2 separate regions of the Danio rerio genome follow, and region 1 is linked to region 2. Evidence: chromatin contacts called from public Micro-C data. All regions are on one chromosome and are shown on one strand. Each heading gives the region's core, a stretch centred on a gene start, on an enhancer-like site or on the middle of the called end of the contact. The rest is flanking DNA. Distances are from core to core; before and after follow the strand shown.

What was found. Hi-C and Micro-C count contacts between places; a contact is called where the count stands out from the background.
Region 1: a contact with region 2 is called in a Micro-C map of caudal fin, with 8 times the contacts expected there. The contact joins the promoter of crk here to the promoter of gemin4 in region 2. A contact is called at or near these places in 5 of 18 Hi-C or Micro-C datasets (caudal fin, embryo, fibroblasts and 2 more) and 2 of 4 datasets of contacts at active chromatin or transcription factors (caudal fin and embryo).

The regions. Positions count from the first base shown.
Region 1 is chr15:27,216,489-27,219,789 of GRCz12tu, forward strand. crk (v-crk avian sarcoma virus CT10 oncogene homolog) reads left to right here and starts at 1,753. Exons shown (of 3, transcript NM_001003628.2): 1 at 1,753-2,275. The coding sequence starts at 2,056. It overlaps lrrc75a (leucine rich repeat containing 75A), which reads left to right. Exons shown (of 4, transcript XM_021474345.3): 4 at 1-1,014.
Region 2 is chr15:27,062,120-27,065,161 of GRCz12tu, forward strand. gemin4 (gem (nuclear organelle) associated protein 4) reads right to left here and starts at 1,550. Exons shown (of 2, transcript NM_001018144.2): 1 at 1,377-1,550. The coding sequence starts at 1,386. The region is part of intron 4 of si:ch211-108p6.4; the gene reads left to right. dhrs13b.2 (dehydrogenase/reductase (SDR family) member 13b.2) reads left to right here and starts at 1,893. Exons shown (of 8, transcript NM_001083830.1): 1 at 1,893-2,020; 2 at 2,359-2,541; 3 at 3,027-3,042. The coding sequence starts at 1,945.

The DNA.
Region 1 (3,301 bases), core at 503-3,002, 150 kb after region 2:
GAGAAAAGACTCACTGCATGGAATTGTTGTTTGGCTACGCATTGGTTTGTAATACTGATATTCTGTTGTTGCTGCTGGACATGGATTTTAAAGAGATGTGAGATTTCTCTGTTTGTTAGAATAGATCCTTTAACCTCTAAATGATATTAAGATTTCATTTCTATTTATCCACTGATAATAAAATGATAAAGTGTTTAGTATATACCTATATTTAGTGCCTACTTAAAATTTCACATTATTCATATACGCAATTCAAAATAGTTCAAATATGCCTGTAAATTACAGTGTATTGATTAGATTTGTCTTCATGAAAATTAGACATTTTAAAATTAGATTTGTCTTAATTAATTACCCATTATTTTGAATTCACTTAAGTGAAAATACTATAGTGCGTTAACATCATCATAATAGCTTATAGCAGTAGTCTCAAACTCAATTCTGGAGGGCCACAGCTCTGCATAGTTTAGCTTTATCCACCTCCAACTCACACCTGCTTCATAGTCACTGGTAGTCTTGAACACCTTGATTGGTTGAATCAGCTGTGTTTGATTAGGGTTGGAGCAAAACTATGCAGAGTGGTGGCCATCCAGGATTCCAGTTTGAGAACTATGGCTTATATGATCAGTGTTTTTCTAAGCTCCATCTTCAAATTACGGTTTATTAGCCTACATGAATGGTTTAGTAGCCTTTGTAAAGGTGACCAATATGTTTCAATTTATCATGTCATTTCATGGTCAACAGGTAGCCTCAAAATCTCCTGCTGTGTTTCAAAGCCATATCTTTTAGTCAAGTTGTGCCATTACGGAATATATATCGATAAAAGTGCACTGAAGAGCTGTGAACAATGACTTGGTCAGTATTTCTGTACTCCCACAATGATTAATGAACCAAGGGAAATGCAAGGAATGACAAACCGGAACAGCAATATGTGTATGATTATTTGTAAACAAATAAAAATGTATTTGACTGTTGTTGGTATCAAAACCAATAAACCTTTAACAAATATACACTTCATTTATGCGTTACGCGACGAATAATGTTGGTCGTCAATATGTTTGATTAGACCATTTGAGAGCTGAATTGTAACTGGGTGAGACTGGTAGAAAGACTACAAACTATTAGTAATCGATGTCGACATCTAGTGGTTGCTAATTTTGTGGACTCGCTTGTAAAGGACAGTGTTTACGCACTTCCGTTTTTTTTTTTTTTTGTAATAATTTACAGCACTTTCGACCTTTAAATAAATTAGCGAATATGGTTGATGAAAATCATATTTAACTTATGTTTTAAAGGGATGTCTAATTTGTTAAATTTAGTAGACTAACTGTTAGACCACTTACACTATGTTTGTTTGCTCAGGTAATTTCGGGGTCAGCCCGCTTGGACTGGTTAACAACCTGTTTGGACCAGCCACTTGAACCTCTCACTAGAATTTAACAAAACTGTTATGTTTAGCGGAATTTGGGTTAATACAAAGATTAATGCGATGCAAATTGATCAGTATAACTAATGTAAATTCAGAAGTTATAATTGTGTTCATATGAACAATTCCGAAATACGATTACATAAATTAAAAATAAAAAAAACGGTTGGTGTTAAAAAAAGATTGAAACTCCATAATGATACAAGATAAGGCCTTACTTTCAATATTGACCGCACCAATATGACCACCAACAGACACCATCCGCGTCGGCGGCTATTGCATCACTTCCGGGAAATAAGGTCAAAAATTGTTTCCCTTGTCCGCCATTTGAAATATTTGAACTTCCTTGTGACAACTTCCAATGTACGTTTTGGTTTACACTGGACAATTATCAGAAGTTCTGGGTGAATAGCCGCGGTTTTTGCGTCCCATGCACGTTGGAATACCGACGTCAATTGTTTTGTTAATCGATTGGGCCAAAAAGCGTTGAAAAGTGTGCGAATGCTGCGCGTATTCGAAACGTGTTCAACAACGGAACGCGGTAAAGTTTTTGCATGAGTTGAACGCTGCTTGCGGATAAGGAGAGGCGAAGGGAAGGCCTGTGAAGCCTGGGCTTTTTTCTAGCGCTAGTCATGGCCGGAAATTTTGATTCGGAGGACCGAGGGAGCTGGTATTGGGGGAGATTAAGCCGGCAAGAGGCGGTTTCGCTGCTCCAAGGGCAGAGGCATGGAGTGTTCCTGGTGCGGGACTCGATCACTATTCCCGGGGACTACGTGCTGTCTGTGTCGGAGAACTCCAAAGTCTCTCATTACATAATAAACAGCATCAGCAGCAATCGCCAGTCAGGACCAGGTAAGCGTTTGAACAAATGTATTTAAATACTATTAACGACAGGACGGATAAATACTGCTTTAGCAAAGCGCTTAGCAGCTCGATGAAACTTCTATACTACGAATAGTTGTGCATATTCAGTCTAAAATCTCGCGTCATTCTGGGGTGCTGTGTAACCAGGGGTTCGGTCTTGTACACTACGGGCCCCAAATATCATTCTCGGGTGTAAAATGATTTGTATGCTTTCGTGTATGATGCCAGATTTGTTATGTGAAAATTGTATACAAATTCGTTTTATAATATAATATAGGAAACGTTTAGTTGCAATATGTGTCATTATTTAACATAGTTGTTCAATTGTTCACACGTTAGCAGATTCTTTGAAGTATCTTTATTTTATCTACTTACATTTTGCTTCGTTTGAATCGTGTCTTATAATTTTGTGTTCTTGGTTTGTTTATTTGTTTGTTTATATTAATTTGTGCATATTTATCTTGACTAAATGCTCGTTTATTTCAGTTTCACCCTTATTTTAAAACCGCTGCTTCATTACATTCTTACTCCGACATACATGTCTCACCTTATCAACTTTTTATATAACAAATACAATCTTATTAGTTATGTGTCTGTCATTCATTTGAATTACACGCATTATTATAGGTCATGTCAATCACTTATAACATAAACTCACTTTTTTTGTTTGCAGAAATGATCAGCAATATTTAATTTCCAATCTTTTTTGCTGCTTTTCCCATAGGTTGAACCCATAAAATGTTACATTGTTATACTATGTAGTTTTTGCAACACTTATCAGATTTTCATGGATTAGAGAGAGTTCAGTTTAAATGTACACCCCGATAAAAGTTCTAAACCTATATTAGTTTCTCTTTTCTGTTGAACACAAAAGAAGATATTTTGAAGAATGTTGTAATTAAGTAGCCATTTACACCTCCATATTAGAAATAAAATGCCTACCAAATTCCTATGTTCAGTAACTTTTTTTCGTGTTAACATTATGATGAGTAATTGTGAAAAAATTGAATTTTT
Region 2 (3,042 bases), core at 300-2,799:
TTTATATTTGAAGCAGATATCTAGTATATAGGCCAGTGAATACTAACCTTGATATTCATTTTTAAGCTTGATTACTAAAACAAAATGCAAAAAAATACAATGGACAATTGATTTTATTTTAGAATCTTAAGTGTAGTCAAGAAACCAAAAACAAGAAAATTGAGGATACATCTAGATCTGTCTTTTCCTAAATAATTTACAAATTTCAACTCTAATGTGCTCATTCTTTGAGTGAAAAGGTCCCACAGTGCCAACAGTGTTAGTGTATCCTGTGTGCAAAATGTGGAAGGCACCAATAAAATCCCCCATGGCCAGTAGCACATCAACTTTATTAGCAGATCATTTATTTTCTTATCAGTAAGCCTGTCAGGATATTTATTTTTTGTTATACAATATATTGCACCAAAATATTTGTTATAAGTAATATTATTGATATTTTAAGACTCACTCATTACATAATGCCAGACAATATAATATTATCACAATGCAAGTAGACTCTTCCAAAAAACACATCATATTGTATTCTTAAGAATATTTAATTTAATTACAGTCATTTCAACAACTTAATAATTAGGCATGGGAATCAGAATGAGAAAACGCATATAAATAAATAATATTAATAATAAATGTGCAAGTTAAAAGGTAACAGAGGCTGTGATATCTGCTACCAGACTTACTTTTAGTTGTCAGATACCCACATGAAAATTTACTACAGTAATTTATAGTAAATACTATAGTGTTTTTAACCATACTGACACCTCCAAAGAAGATTAAGATGTTCCACAATCAGCTAAAATGTTGTCAGAATTGTTTTTTTATGTATGGGCGATATACATTGCATCACCAAAAATGATTGAGGTCATGTCCATGTGTTGTGCGATAAGTCGATATATTTATTACTTATGAAGTAAACTCTAACATTTAAAGAAATAAATGCTTATTATGTTTCTATTCTACAACACTAATATTATTAGCAAATAATAGACATGTAATTCAATACATCTAATAAAAGGCCCACATAACCCTTTTAAAAAACATTTTACTGAAACCCATCCCTTGCAAGTTTATTGGGCCTAGTAAATTCAGAGAAATTTACAAGACGTTTCTTTTTTTCCATAGCAATTACTAAACCTAAATTATAGTACATTAATGTGGGATCTCCTTAAAACAGTGTAAGATACTTCCAACATCATTCTGTTATCATAAATGACCATATCACTTCATCATTCACTAACGTTAGAATAAAACTACACAAACATGATGAAATATTGTTAAACGCAGATAACCTCACGCATAAAACGCTAGAATTAAAATCTAAAAGGCATAAATAATAAAATAACGTAATTTTGTAAGTTTAAATAAGATCATTAAGTTACCTTGATCCATATTTTTTGTGAATCCAAAGAAAAGTTAGCAGCTGCAGAAACTCATATCCACCAGACTGTGACAATATCGGCGGTTTTCAGATATTTGTTGAGGATTATCAGATATATATTAGTTTTGTATGGTTGCTCTCAACACGTTTGCGCTAAACTGCAGAGCATGTGTTTACTTCCGCGTCAACGTGTGTGGGCAGAGAAAGAAAGTTCGAGTTCTGCTTCCCGCGTTTCTCTGTCGCCCTCACACGGACAAAGAGGTATTTGATTCATTTGATCTTCCTCGATGATTTGAATCTTTTGAATCGGTTCGAAAAAAAAAATCTTCAAATTAATTTATTGACGCCAGTTGACATTTATTTCTCACTCAAACTATTCATTTACAAGATAAGCGAGTCATTCATTAAACTTATAAGATTAAGTGAACACGTTATAATAATTCGTTTAGTAAAAGATTTGTTCAGAATCATATTCGAAAGAACCGGTTGGTCGAATGACAGTTTTAATGAAACGAAAGAGAAAGTAGACTACGCGGACTAGGTTTGCATGGCGGTTTTAGGAAACAGGAATGATTGTCCTGAGGACGAGAATACACAACATGTTTTGGACTATTGGTGGATTTATTCTAGCTCTTGTATGCTTAGGTATTTATAAATGAGCTGTGTAAAGATATTCCTTTGTAGTCAGCGACATATGTGTTGTTATTTGCTCATGTAATGCTGCGTTATGCCAAAAGCTGTGTTACAAACATTCAGTGATCGAATTAAACATAATTATTATAACATGTTTAGTAAAACTGTGAAGGAATTTACTATTTGGAGACTTTAAAATCCATTTCAATGTCAAAGTTATTTAAATTGGGAACTTTTCTATGTTCTGTGCATTTGTTTGTTTGATGGTTTACAATTTCTTTGTGCTGTTGTTGATGGTCTTGTTAATATTCTCTGTAACATTAGCCTATTTACCGATATGTTTCAACCAGGTGTAAATGGATCCCAATCTCTTCGTGATGTTCAATGGCTTCCTTGTCAGTTTGTGGACGAGAAGGTTCAAATAAATGAAGAAGGACACACTGAAACCAAGTATATCCACAGAGAGTCTGTTCTTCAGTTCGGTAAAGATGGGGACAGTGCTTTACACCCCGCCATTACCTTCCTTGTCACAGGTGAGCAAAGGTCATATGAATTCATTCATTCATTTTCCTTTGGCTTAGTCCCTTATTTATAAGGGGTCGCCAGAGCGGAATCAACCGGCAACTGTTCCAGCATGTTTTTTTTACGCAGCGCATGCCCTTCTAGCTGCAACCCAGTACTGGGAATCACCCATACACACTCTCTCTCTCTCTCACACACACACACACACTCATACACCACAGCCAATTTTAGTTTATCCAATACACCTGTACCGCATGTCCTTGGACTGTGGGGGAAACCGGCGCACCCAGAGGAAACCCACGTGAATATGGGGAGAACATGCAAACGCAGAAATGCTAACTGACCCAGCTAGGACTTGAATCAGTGACCTTCTTGCTGTGAGGCGACAATGCTAACCACTGAGCCACTGTGCCACCCCACATATGATGTCATAGATTGATTATATCCTTTCCTTTTAAAGTACTCATTTGCTGTTCATTTGCTGTTTTTTACACAGGCTCTAAAGTGGATAT